Regions from separate parts of the Ovis aries genome. Here regions 1 and 2 are each linked to region 3. Evidence: chromatin contacts called from public Hi-C data. All regions are on one chromosome and are shown on one strand. The core of a region is the stretch at or near the end of the contact, and the rest is flanking DNA. Distances in the headings are between cores, read along the strand shown. Region 1 overlaps LOC106990843 (a long non-coding RNA gene). Region 2 has its middle 49 kb from the start of TRNAS-GGA. Region 3 has its middle 100 kb from the start of TRNAS-GGA.

Region 1 (4,412 bases), core at 2-2,501, 250 kb after region 3:
TTCAGAGGCAGAAGCAATCATTATTATTTAAAGGTCTAAGCCTTAGTGTATTCGCTAAGTACAGGGAAGGAGGAACTCAGGTACCGGGAGTACCTACTAGACACTAAGTTCTCCATCACCTAAAACATCTAATGTCCACCCTCCAAGTAAAGACTTGTAACTAGACCACAAAAATAGGGGAAGAGGGACATTCACAATGTCAATTACCTCCCTGCCCCAGGCGCACACAATGCACCTGTAAAACATGATCAAGTGCCTACAATGCTTAAGAATACGCAAGGAAGGCGGGCAAACTAAGAAAGGAGATCTTGCCCTTTGTTGAGGAGATGGCTGTGTGCCATCATTATTCCTGTCTGCATCCCCAGACCCTGCCTCCTACATCTGGTGGGAGTTAGGAACACGGAATAGGAAGCCAGATTTTGCCGCTCTGTGCAAATCCTACTTAGTAGCTGAGTGACCTTAGATAATCATTTAACCTCTCTGTCTCAGTTTCCTATTTGTGAAATGGAAAATGGTAATATCTCTGTCATACTGCAATTGTGTAGGATGAAAGGCACTCATAAGTGCAAAATGCTTAAGACAATGATGGCAAGTAATGAGTTGCAAACATAACCGCGTGTAGTCTTGCCAGATGCTGGGGAGGGCCGTCTGTCCTCATCCCCACCCTGTGACGGCAATTGCAATGAAGCTCTCTTTTCCAGGTGGGGGAACGAAGAAAGTCCATCTGCCCAGGTCATCCAGTTCTGAATTGGCCTGAGAGTCCCACCCAGGCCCGCCTAGCAATAACAGTAAAACAGCATTTGTTTTTTTCTTTTTAATGTTCTAGACCTTTACAGCTAGGTACACATTTACTTCTCACAGCAATTACATGAGGTAAGACTCGTTAACTCCCATTTTACAGATGCAGAAACTGAGAGAGAGTTTAGGTAATTTTCTTAAGACCTTAGTGTTAGCAAATACCAGGGGCGGATTTAAGGTCAAGCCTAAGAACCTGACTGTTTCCACGCGCAAGGACAGGGCCGCCGGTCCCAGGACCTGAAGCTGGACGGGCTGATCAAAAGCCCCCTGCACCTTTTAGCCCCTGTTGGGAGGAGGGGTTTGGGACCGGGATTCTCAGGTCCGGGATGGGTCCCCCGGGCTGGGAGCAGGGGCGGGGCCTGCAGCGTCCGCGCCTGCGCGGGGCGGGGCCGTCGAGAGCTGTCTGGGAGCACGCCTACCGCACGCTCGCCCCGCGGGAACCCCGGCTGCGGCCCCGCCCGCGCGCTTTACCCGTTGCCCTCCCTGGCCTGTCGCGCGCGCGTCCCTTTCGCTTTTAGCCCCAGCTGCGCTGACTGCTCGCGATTACTCAGACTCGTTTCTTCGGTTGGCGGAGTGACAAAAATCGGCAGTGGCTATCCGAGGACACCTGTTTACAAACAGGACCCCCGCCCCCAGCCGAAAGCACCCCAGGCCGAGAGCCCGGAAATCTCGGTTCTCCTCCCACTCCGCCTCTCGCTCTCAGTGGGACTGGTTTCGGGCCTCAGTTTGCCTGTTTGTGTACTTCAGGTCAAGAATGTGTGTGCAATCGAACGAAAGGTGTGCGAGGTGGAAACAGCCTGACATTTAAGTCTTCTGTTTTCAGCTATCATTATTTTAAAATTATATTCTTCTCCATCGTAATCTATTTTAATAAATATATATTTAATTTTAAAAAAAGAATATGATTGGTCACCGAGGAAAAGTAGTCTTGTTACTTTTCCCGTGCTTCGAGTCCACTTGTTTGAAATACCAGCAGCTCTGGAAGGCCCTTTCAACTCCCTACGATCTGTTAATCTGATTCGTGTATTTTTTTTTTTCCTTCTCCTTTAAGACTTTTACAGTCTCGCTGGTGACCGGTGGGGTGGTTTTGCAGCCAGCTATACTCGGTTAGAATTTCTTGGTTTGCCACTTTTTTCGCCTATGGCACCTCGGTCAAGCCACTTACACTTGGTGAGCCTCAGTCTCTCGTCTATAAAATGGAGAGGATACTCCCAGGGTCGCGGGGAGAATTCAGGACGATACTTGTCAAGGGCCTGTCACGCGCGGGGTGACCCACGGAAGAGGGTGCAGGTGGGTGGGGACTTTCACGTGCTAGGTTTCTCCGCTCGGCTCGTTCTGAGGGGCCCGGAGTGCCGCCCCCGCGCGACGGCTGAGCGTGGCGGGCTCTCGGCCTCTCCCGGCCCGGCTGAGGCGGTCGTACCGGTTCCGAACCCTTCCCCCACCGGCCGGCTTCTGGCTGCAACCTGCAGGCAGAACGCCAGGCTTTATTTACACAAAAGCAGCGGGTGGAAGCTGGCCTTGTATGGACGAAAGAAACGTTGGCGGGCCGGGAACGTCGCCGGGGGAGGCAGTACAAAGCGGTTCTCCTGATAGGAATCTGTGAATAAATAAATAACGCGAATCAAAGAACGCATTGGAATGCCCTCCTAGGATCACAGAAACAGGACCTAAAGGCAGCCTTCGGAATCCTTCCACACGTCCCGCCCTATCTGATAACTTGTCAAAGAGGTTGATTCTGGAGTTATTATCAAACCAGGACTCCTGCCACCCAGATCCTACGGTCCTAGGGTGGCCTCTGGGGCGCACCTTCCGGGCTGGGAGTGAGACCTGGGTCTGAAACAAAGAGAAAGGGAACCCCGTTTTATCGTGGCTCAGACGGTAAAGCGTCTGTCTACAATGCGGGAGACCCAGGTTCGAGCCCTGGGTCGGGAAGATCCCCTGGAGAAGGAAATGGCAACCCACTCCAGTACCCTTGCCTGGAAAATCCCATGGACTGAGGAGTCTGGTAGGCAATAGTCCATGGGTCGCAAAGAGTCGGACACGACTGAGCAACTCCACTACTCCACTACTCAGGTGCTAGGCATCGTTCCTATGCGGTTTCATGACTCCTCACACCACGCTTTGAGCAGGATCCCGTACTCTGGTAGGCAGGGGAAGTTAACTGCTCCAGAACACAAAAGCCGGTAGATGGGACTGAATTCCAATACAGTTCTGTCCCTGGTTCCTTCCATCCAACCTTCCTGCCCCTGGCAGGGGGCAAGGATAAAGCGCAAAAGGCGCGTTTGCAACTACAGACAGTGGTGCGATGACCTAGCTGTTTCTGGGCGCCGCCCCTTCCCTCCTTTTTCTTTACCTACCTACAGGATGTCCAAAGCCTCTTCCAGTTCTACCTATCAGCTGATTCGCTGCTGCCGCGCCCGCTCGCCTAATTTAGCAGCCGGAAGTCGCACGCCCGGCGACCGCTGACCTAGAGCCCTTAGTCTTATCATTGCCAAAGCCAGTGTTGGCCCAGAGGACACACAGGTGCGCCCAGGGCACGTATTTCTCCAGCCTCCGCCCTAGTCACGGGGCTGCATCCGGTCCAGGAGCCAAGGAAACTGGTCCAGCGGCTCCTTTCCCGGCAGGGCCCCGCCCACGCCCACCCCAGCGGAGGCCCAGAACAGGTTTCTTCACTTTCCCTGGCCCAGCTCCCGCCTCGGGCGAGAAAGGGAAGCCGGTTGCTCAATGTGCCTGAGGATCGTTCTGGTTCGCAGGCTACTCGTGGACGAGCCATCAGTCAGGTGGACCCAACTCAAGCCACCAGGCACAGTACACCGGCTTGTGCACCAAGGGCTACCCAGCAAACCCTTAGGGTTCCTCAGGGGACACCTGGGCTCCTTGCTCTGTGCAGGGCGGGCCAGCATCAGGTCCTAAGGGGAAGGTGAGCAGAATGGGATGAGTTACCCGGCCACCTGGGTCCATCCAGCAATGAGGGGGTGTGGGAGTCCAGTGTCAGGCTTGCCCTGGGGGTGGCACACTGTCACTGGCCACTGGCCCTCCATCCTCATGTGCCCAGGGTTTTGGGGGACTTTCTCAGAAGCCTGGCTCCTCAGTTTCAGACCTCTTGGCCGAGAGGAAAGCTTGGGCAAAAACCCCTTCAAATAGAATTTACTCACACATATTTACTGAGTGCCAGGCACTGTGCTAGGCCCGGGAGATCACCATGACCCAGACACAGAACCTGCTCTCATCAGTTCTAGCTTAGTGAGTCAGCCAGGTAACAAATAGATCATTTTAATACGGGGCAAAGAACCATTTCCTGGAGCTTGTCTGGGAGAAGACCCGGAGTTGGTTAGAGGTGGGGTCAGGAAGCTTTAGAAAAAACTTTCTCAGGCTTCAAACACTGCTCTTTTCCTTCTTCCTTGCATCTCTCTGCACTCATTTCTGGAGTACCTGCACCATGCTGAGAGCTCAAGGAGCAGTTGATGTATTAGGGTGTCGTGTTTAAAACATCAGGTCTCTGGCTACAGCCACTTACTTTCTGCCACTGAATGATTTGCATAATTTCTGGAGTGCATAACTCCACTTTCTTTATCTGTAAAATAGGGATAAAGATAACACCAGCTTCATAGAAC
Region 2 (4,554 bases), core at 1,553-4,052, 150 kb after region 3:
TTCACATGCCGAATTTTGCTCCCAGGGACTAATGTCCCTTAAGCCAAGGTTAGAAAGCCGACTCCAGAACTACGCTTACATTTGAGTGCTGAATTAGAAGCAGGGAATATGGCTGACTGGCTTATTTAATTAATAAGAAAAGTTTTGAAAAGGGGCAATTTAAAATCAACAAACATGCCAAGGAAATTGAAAAGCTAGAGTTCACCCACAATTTCGTATGTGGGTTTCATGTGTCATTGGAAGAGTACATTACGAATGAATAATGGGCCTTCCAAAACCAAGTTAATGTTTTACTAACTGTAAGAGCAGTGATTGTTTTTGGAGCAAATTAACCAAACGGTCCGTGTACAACATTAGAATAATACTTGAATTTCCTACTACTTTATGACAATAGATCCCAATAAATTCATTATTCAGAATTCTCCAGTGATCATGTGTCTATTACTAAGTCAAAAGGTATGGAAGAGAAAAAAAAAGGTATTTCACTTTGGACCTAGAATGCCATCACACGCCTACATGAATCCCCCCGAACCTCCTTCTTTTTGTGGGATCTGGAAAGGACAGACATGACGTGCCCAAGGCCCTGGGGGCTGGGGTTGTCAGTGGCTCACGCAGCAAGCATTTGGCCCTTCAGTTGAGAGAGGAAATCGGAGAGGGCAGAGGCCCAGCCAGACCTAAAGGGATGAGCTGCACAGAGAGGGAGGGAGAAGGGCAGGAATCTTATTAGCAAAACCAGCTGCCTGCCAAGTAGGGCATGTGTCTGAATTTCTGAAGAAAAGAGAGAATTGCAGCTGTTAGTTCTAACCTCAGGCCTTCAAAGATCAGGAAGAAAGTGGAGGATGATGGTGGGGGCGGTGGGGGGATGGGGTACACTACTCTTTATTCTCCAAACAAACTCCTTGTATCTTCTAAGTTAATATCCCTTAACCTCACACCTCCCCATCCATACCTAGAGCCATGTCATACACCTGTCCCAAGAACTCTTTTCTGATCTAACTTGGGAAAGAATCTCTCTCTTCCTCCCCATGTGCCTCAGGAACTCTGTGTCCTCTTTTCAGACATCTCACAAAGTTCTTATAATGTATGCCTGCCAACCTTCTTCCTTCTTTTCCCCCTCTTATCTTTCCCTTTAATAGCTTTAGAGAGGTATGCGCTGAGCATGTGCGCATGCCAACTCACTTCAGTCATGTCCGACTCTTTGTGACCCCATGGACTTAGCCTGCCAGGCTCCTCTGTGGATGGAACCCTCCAAGCAAGGATTGGGTTGCCATGCCCTCCTTCAGGGGATCTTCCCAACTCAGGGATCCAACCCATGCTTCTTATGTCTCCTGCATTGTCTTTTAGCACCGTTGCCACCTGGGAAGGCCTTATAGAGGGTCCTGCGTGAATTTAAGTGCACAATTTGATATGCACAGACGTGTGGAATCATCACCACCATCGAGACAGTGTACACACCCCTCACCTCAAATGGTCTTATATCCCCTTGAAATCTTTCCTCCTGCCTCCCTTCCCCGAACAATCAACGATCTGCTTTTTAGCCCTGTAGATCAGCCTGCATTTTCTAGGTGCTTTAGTCACTCAATCATGTCCTCCTCTTTGTGACTCCACGGACTGTAGCCCACCAGGCTCCTCTGTCCATGAGATCTCCCAGGCAACAGTACTGGGGTGGGTTTCCATTTCCTTCTCCAGAGGATCTTTCTGACCCAGGGATCAAACCTGGGTGTCCTGTACTACAAGCAGATTCTTAACCACTGTGCCACCAGGGAGCGGTGGAAAGATATAGCATGACTGTATTTTGACCGTCTTATGCTTCCCTGGTAGCTCAGCTGAGAAAGACCCCATCTGGATTGCGGGAGACCTGGGTTCGATCCCTGGGTTGGAAAGATCCCCTGGAGGAGGCCATGGCAAACTACTCCAGTATTCTTGCCTGGAGAATCCTGTGGACTGATGTTTCTGATGGACTCAGTCCATGAGGTCGCAAAGAGTCGGACACAACTGAGCGAGAACGCACAGCAAATTCACTGAATTACGCTGAACCCGTGCCACCTTCACTCCTCCCTGGAATGTGAGTTTCTGGGTTATGGTGGCAGGGTACAGATGCAGGCATGAAGGAAGACCCCCACCCCCACCCCGTGCCCCCACTACCCGAGGACACTGGTGTGATGCACAGACCTTGGGATGTGATACCAAAACGAACTTGGATCTCAGCCCAGATTCAATCGCTCACTGCCAGCTGTGTAGCCAGGAGGGAGTTATTCGCAACACAAGCCTCAGTTTCCTCATTTAAAAATCGGGGTTGATGATAAACTCCCTTCTCTCTTCTCTCGGGAGAGCTCTGTGAGACTCAATTGAGCCAAGAGATCAAGTGCTCTGTAAACTGTGAAAGGTCAGTCCTGGGCAAGGGATTAAGCTGGGATCAAGGCAGCAGCACGCTGGGAATGCCCCAGCTCCAGGGCTATTTAAAGGCCACCCTGAATCCTGGGAAGATGCCTGGATTGGCAATTCCCCCCAGAAATGGCCAATAGGAGCGGTGCCTGGTGGCCTTTCATCCTGGTCCAGTCACCAAAATGTCAAGGATTCTTTTCCAGTGACCCTCCCCCCTTCCTCCACTGGGGCAGTGTTTATTTACATGGTCTCCCTCCCTCCAGAGAACCGCATGTGACCTGAGGATTCCTCTTCTGGCCTGGAGCCGGCTGATAAGGGCAGCCCATCTGCTGGGGGCTCTAAGAACCTCAGGAACAGGAACCAGGAGCAGGAGGCGGGTGGGGAGCCTGCCAGGCCTGGCCGCGGCTTCCTTTGTCAGAGATTCTCTAGAGCTGACAAGGCAGGAGGGAGGGAAGGAAATAGTCATCTCCCATTCAAAACCCACTTGGCCTATAACATCACCCAGATTTGAGGAAACTTCTATCTCCTTCCATGAACTGGGTTCCTTTTTTACTGTTGATTAGTAAAGCGGGGTGAGGTGAACCAGAAGGACCCAGAGAAGGAGGTTCAAGTTCCGGCAATGTCATTTCTTGTGTGTACTTGGCAAGGCCACTTGCCTCTCCCTCCTGGGGCTTTAGTTAATTTAGAGTTACCATTTGTTGAATGCCTACTATGCATCAGGCATAACACTGCTTTTTCTTTTTCTTTTTTTGCTGTTCCAGGTGGTATGTGGGATCTTCGTTCTCCAACCAGGGAACAAACCTGTGCCCGCTGCATTGGAAGTGTGGATTCTTAACCACTGGACCACCAGGAAAGTCCCAACACTGCTGTATACTATATAGCAACACTTTCTATGTACTTTTTCAGTGTAACCCTCAAAACTATACCAAGAGGTAAATATTCTTCCTCTCATTTTGATAACCTGTCCAAACTCATCTGGGATTTGTGCCAGAATATGAGCTCAGTGCCATCTGACAACAGAATCTATGTTCTTTTGAGAAGCTGAGGACAGAAATGCTCAAGGAATGAACTTAATAATTAAGTTCATTTAATATGAGGAATGCTGCCTACAGTGTCCTTCTCATAAAGAACCATGATGTACTTTTGTGTGTCTATAAGATTCTGAGAAGTCCCAGAATAGAGAAACTTATTTATTTTTTTAACCAAGAATTTTCCATGTTAAATTGATCATCAGTCTGTTTTCCTGTAACATCTATTCAGAGTCTAAAGAATAAGATTCTTCAGAGACTCGCAGTGGGGAGCCACAACTGAAGCAGCATTAAAGGGATTACAGAGTTTATCCTACTAACCATAAGAATTCCATGAACAACACCTTCTTTAAACATCTCCAGGGATGAGAAGCTCATCACCTGATCAGACAGCCTGCTCCATTGTACAAATGCAGCGGTTAGAATAGCACTGCCCAAAAAAGAAAGATACTATGAATCTTCTAGTGTGCATGCTAAGTTGCTTCAGTCGTGTCCGACTCTTTGTGACCCCATGGACTGTAGCCCACCAGGCTCCTCTCTCCATGGGATTCTCCAAGCAGGAATACTGGAGTGGGTTGCCATTTCCTCCTCCAAGGGATCTTCCCAACCCAGGGATCCAAGAGGCATCTCTTTGTATGGGCTGCATTGGCAGGTGGATTCTTTGATGTATTATTTTACCCAACGGATCTAAAAATATCATATTTATGGAACCAATAAACAAATGATGAATGATTTTTTTTTTCCTTTTTAAATTGTCCTTAAAGTCCAGAGTAGCCACATTTCAAGTGCTCCTTGGCTACCTTTAGCCAGTGGCTACCACACTGGAGAGCACAAGGTTAGACGATTCTTCTTTGGGCAGAGCCAAGCTCTTCCTGCCTGTGCCCCCATGCTCCTTGGGTTCAAGGGCACCATCATCACAGCCACCAGCCCTGAGAATGAGTTCTCTTTGGCCACGTCCTTGCACGTCACGCTCCCCTGATGGAGTTCACCCTCAGTCGGGGATCTGCTGAGTTCTGGGTCTGCCTTGGAAAGGACTTCCCAACACTAACTGAATGTGTTAGTCACTCAGTTGTGTCCAACTCTGCGAGTCCATGGACTAGCCTGCCAGGCTCCTCTGTCCGTGGGATTCTCCAGGCAAGAA
Region 3 (4,926 bases), core at 752-3,251:
TTGCGCTGTGCCCAAGAAGTTGATCTGTGGGGATGGCATCAGTGGGTGCTTGTCCGGTTGGGAACTTCAGAAGAAAGGAGGGAATGCCTTCCTCCCTGCAAGCACATTGGAGCTGGCATGTCCCTCACTGCTCCTCCTAAGGTGATCAACTCTGCAGGATGCTCCCTCCCCTTGTGGGAAAAGGTCAGCAGCTACTAAGCTCCTGTACTCACCCTGTGATTCTTCTACCTCTGCATCTTTGCAGATAAGCCCTCTTCTAAACACAGATGAAATGATTGGCTGTTGAGACCCTAATGGGTGCAGCACAAGCCCAGGGCGTCCTTTGTAGGCACCTGCCTGTTACATCAGTCTCCCCATGGCTCAGCAGGTAAAGATTCTGGCTGCAATGCCAGAGACGTGGGAGACTCAGGAGACATGGGAGACATGGGTTTGATCCCTGGTCTAGGAAGATCCCTCAGAGGAGGAAATGGCAACTCACTCCAGTATTCTTGTCTAGAAAATCCCATGGACAGAGGAGCCAGGTAGGCTACAGTTCACAGGGTCACAAAGAGTCAGACACACACACACACACACACACACACACACACACACGTTACTCACAATGCTCTGTTTGCTCCCCAGGGTCACAAAGAGTCAGACACACACACACACACACACACACCGGTTACTCACAATGCTCTGTTTGCTCCCCAGGGTCACAAAGAGTCAGACACACACACACACACACACACACACACCGGTTACTCACAATGCTCTGTTTGCTCCCCAGGGTCACAAAGAGTCAGACACACACACACACACACACACACGCACGCACGCACGCACGCACACACGCACGCACGCACGCACACACACGCACGCACACCGGTTACTCACAATGCTCTGTTTGCTCCCCTGTCTGCCCTACCAGATTGCTTTGTTTCACCTTGCTTTAGAAATTTAAAGTGGCCCACCCACATTTAGTGATTAGCTTCTACACCCTGGGCTCTGGCCCAGGCACAGCAGATTCAGAGGTTAATAGATGATTATCCTTGACCTTGAAGATCCCCCACTCTAGTGCCAGAGATATGCTGTAGGCTCTGTCTGTGGCTCTGAGCACAGGACTAGTTAACAGTGGGCTCATGTTCAAATCCCGGTTCCAGCACTGACGAGCCATGTAATCTGGGTGAGTTCATCTTTCTGAGCCTCAGTTTCTCATCTGTAAATTGAAATAACAGAAGCTCCTTCAGAAGAGTGGTTATAAGGATTAAAGTAGCACTCTATGAACATCCATTATTGTTTTTATTATAGCCAGTGCTTAGTTGCATGCATGCATTCTCAGTTGCTCAGTGGTGTCTGACTCTTTGCAACCCCAGGGACTGTAGCCCAGCAGGTTCCTCTGTCCCTGGGATTTTCCAGGCAAGAATACTGGAGTGGGTGACCATTTCCTCCTCTAGGGGATCCTCCTGACCCAGGGATCAAATCTGTACCTCTTGCATCTCCTGAATTGGCAGGTGGATTCTTAACTCACCCACCTGAGAGGCCCAGGTGCTTAGTTAGGGTATATGAAATAATGACTGAATTTATTCTCTCTATTGCTCTCTCTAACAACACTTTTTCCATCCTTCCCCACTATATGTATTCCAAATAGACAATAAAAATACTTCCTTTCCCCATCTGACAGATGAAGAATTTAGGAGTGAATGAATGAATAAATGACTATCTAACCTACTCAGCCTGTTCTGCATCCCCCACTTCCTCCTGGTGGCCATAGCTGCACTGTTTGGGAAGCTGAGAGCTCTGAGCCCTGGAGAAGTGATCCTGGCTTTCTCTCTAGGGGATGTGCCAAGAGCTCACCATTATTTGGTCTGTGTCTAACACGGTTTGGGTGCAGGTGCTTCTGGGCTTTGTAAACACTGGGCCTCTGGGCTCTGCCCCAGAAGCCTCCAGCTTCCCAGAACCGGTGGCCCCAGTTCCTGTTCAGCAGCTGCTCTTTCTGTAAGGCCTTTGCAAGCCTCAGTGCTCCTTCTGGTAAGTGCAGGGGCCAGGAGGGAGGTTCCACTTTCACATTCACTACCACACCCACAGGAGGGAGATTTCTTAATGTGGAGGGGAAATTTCCTTTCTCTTTAGGCCTAACCTCAAGCTTGCTGCTGAACTCATTTTTTCAGGACATACTCAATTTTCTGTTGAGGCTCAGGTGTCCCCAAGATCTAAACTTGGATTGCTCCAGAAACAAGGGAGACCCATGGCCCTGCTGAGCCCCTGCAGCAGGCACGCTCTATGCTCAAGTGCGCACTACATGCATCCTGATGTGGCCTGCCCCTGCCCCATTTTACAGATGTGGGGACTGAGGCTCAGGGCAATGGAATAACTAGAGCTGAAATGTTCAGATGGGGCAATCTTCCTCGTAGAGCTTCGGAACAGTTGGAAATGGCCACAGAAAGGAAATCCCCAGATGGAATTAATCTTGGCTGCCTGTCTACACATGCCTAACTCTGTTCCTTTGCTTCCTGTAATCTGCCTGTTTATTTGTGTCCATATCTGTGTCTCCTACTTGACTGCCCCTCCTCAAGGGCAGAGAAGGTGACTCGTTTATGCCCTTTCCCTGGTCCCAGCACAAGGCCTGAGGCAGAAAGAGATTGCTGCTCTAAGAAGTTAAAAGTATGAGAGCAAGCCAGTGTGTCTCGTGGTGGAGAGTTAGTGGTGGGGAACTGCAGGGCAAGGCTGGAGATAAAACCAAGGCTGAATCCTGCAGGCCATGGTGAAGCATCTGTCTTTAATTCTAAGGGGAAAAGGAAGCCACTTAAGGCTTTTGAGCAGGGCCCTTACATGTTGTACTGTGTGTACTCAGTCACTCAGTTATGTCTGACTCTTTGCAATCCCATGGCCTGTAGCCCACCAGGCTCCTCTGTTCAGGGACTTTTCCAGGCAAGAATACTGGAGGAGGTTGTCATTTGCTACTTCAGGGGATCTTCCTAACCCAAGGGTTGAAGCTGCATCTCTGATGTCTCCTGCATTGGCGAGCAGATTATTTACCACTGTGCCACCATGCTACAACAAAGTAATCTGGCTGTAGTGTGGGAAACAGATTGGAAAGTAACAGATGAGGAAGCTCAGTGAGGAGCTGTCCCAGTGGACCAGGCAAGAGATAAGAGAATCTCTTGAGGTCACTGCTTCTCAGACTTGAGCGGGCATCAGAATCCCCTGGAAGGCCTGTTAAAGCCCAGCTTGCTGGCCCCACCCCCAGTTTCTGATTCAGTGGGTCTGGGGTGGGACCCACCGAAGAATTTGTACTTCTAGCAAGGTCCCAGGTGGTGAGGATGCTGCTGATCTCCGAGGACCACTGGCTTTAGGGAAAGAGAAGAGGGAAAGGATGAGTGAGACAGTCTTATCCTCGAAGACCTTCATCTCATGGGAGCACAGTGTGACTAGAGAAGTGGAGGCATCTGCACTTTGATAGCCCAGGGAAGGAACTCTCCACCAGTTTGGGGTGGAAGAGGGGGTCAGAGGAAACTTTCTGGAAGAGGGAACTCTTGAATTCAGTTACAATAGTTAAGTAGGAGTTAACCAGGTGAGAAAGATCAGCAGGAAAAATGGGAAGGAAAAGATGCTCAAATCAGAGGGCAAACCTTGAGCAAAGGCAAGGAGATGAGGAATAGTGAGATTTGTTTGAGCAATTGAACAACAGACTTCAAAATGAAGACAGTATATCAAGAAGGGCTTTGCATGCCTTACAAATTAAAGAGTTTGGACTTGATTCTGTGGATCAGAGGTTTGGAAACTATTTTAGGAGGAGGAGGGACTGGGAATTATGTGGTGTGAGAGATGTCACAGACCCCTCTGAGAATCTGAACAAAGTTGATGTGTACACAAATAGAACTAGGGTGTACATTTCGGGATGTTCACAGATTTGCTGAAGGCTATCCATAAACTTTAAAAACCCACAAACAAACTCAAATCTCTGCAGTGGATGATGGATTTTAAGCAGATAGTTATCTTAATTAAGTTTTAGTTTAGAAAGAACTCTCACTGGCCAAGTAAACAATAGATTTGAGCAGAGGTAACTGAGTGAAAGGTAATATATAACAGGGTGGGAAGGGACCAGTTTAACACCTATAACACAAGTGTTAGGTTGATAAGTGTCAAGATCAGACTTGCTTTTTAGCAAAGTCACTGCTCAGTTCAAGATGTATTGCTTGGGAGCTGAGTTCAGAGGCTGTGTTTGCCTGGCTATAAACCAGCAGGAAGGAGCCCATCTACACCCTCACCCCACCTACTAGAATCTGCTGGTCATCAGTCAGCTGAGGCCCAGATATCCCAGGCCTTTGAGGGACAGAAGCCAAGGACGTGAAGGAAGGCAGCACTCTGATGAGCTGGGGAGAGGCCAAAAGGACAAAGTGGGGTAGTGAGTTTTGGAGAGGTGGCCAGAGTGTCAGTCCTTCCGAAGGTTTTGCAATAGCCCTAGGAAGTGAACAGAACTAAGATGATTATCTCTGTTGAACAGATGAGACACCAAAGGCCAGAAAAGGTGAGAACCTGCCAAAAGACACGGAGCAAACATCAAGGCGGACCTGAGAAGAGAACTCGTCAATACTGGATTCTTGGGTCAGTATCTCTCATCTTAATCTGACCCTGGTGCAAATTTTGCCATAGCTGTAGCCCGTGGCTCTGTAATCGTGTAATTCTGTGATTCTAGCAAAAGGTTGTCTACAGTTAACTCAATTCAAAGGAATATCTGCCTTTTCACTTCAAAACCATACCGTCAACCACCTGTGAAGTTTAGAGCCAGCCACTTGTCCTCTCTGTCTCAAGTTTTCTCTTCACCTATAAAATAAGAGGATAGCACTCAATGTCCACAAAGCCTTCATCTTCTCTGGACTATAGTGGTCTACAAAGGCTTCAGTGATCCAAAATGCTGCCCCACAGCCTGGATGAGAGGGGAGT

Evidence for each region. A called contact is a pair of places that touch in the nucleus more often than the background predicts.
Region 1: a Hi-C map of liver shows a contact between it and region 3, with 7 times the contacts expected there. The contact joins two enhancer-like sites. A contact is called at or near these places in 3 of 16 Hi-C or Micro-C datasets (liver and mixed tissues).
Region 2: a contact with region 3 is called in a Hi-C map of liver, with 5 times the contacts expected there. The contact joins two enhancer-like sites. A contact is called at or near these places in 3 of 16 Hi-C or Micro-C datasets (liver, mixed tissues and tail adipose tissue).

What each region holds. Positions count from the first base shown.
Region 1 is chr1:33,530,675-33,535,086 of ARS-UI_Ramb_v3.0, reverse strand. It overlaps LOC106990843 (a long non-coding RNA gene), which reads right to left. Exons shown (of 3, transcript XR_001433726.4): 3 at 1-2,395. Among named protein-coding and RNA genes, the nearest start is that of JUN, 36 kb to the right of the region's middle. Within about 2 kb of position 1,251, at least 45 of the 54 cell types and tissues checked have an H3K27ac peak or open chromatin away from gene starts, as enhancers often do. A contact at or near this core is called in liver, where this site is marked.
Region 2 is chr1:33,631,514-33,636,067 of ARS-UI_Ramb_v3.0, reverse strand. No RefSeq gene overlaps it. Among named protein-coding and RNA genes, the nearest start is that of TRNAS-GGA, 49 kb to the left of the region's middle. Within about 2 kb of position 2,802, at least 9 of the 54 cell types and tissues checked have an H3K27ac peak or open chromatin away from gene starts, as enhancers often do. A contact at or near this core is called in liver, where this site is marked.
Region 3 is chr1:33,784,571-33,789,496 of ARS-UI_Ramb_v3.0, reverse strand. No RefSeq gene overlaps it. Among named protein-coding and RNA genes, the nearest start is that of TRNAS-GGA, 100 kb to the right of the region's middle. Within about 2 kb of position 2,001, at least 22 of the 54 cell types and tissues checked have an H3K27ac peak or open chromatin away from gene starts, as enhancers often do. A contact at or near this core is called in liver, where this site is marked.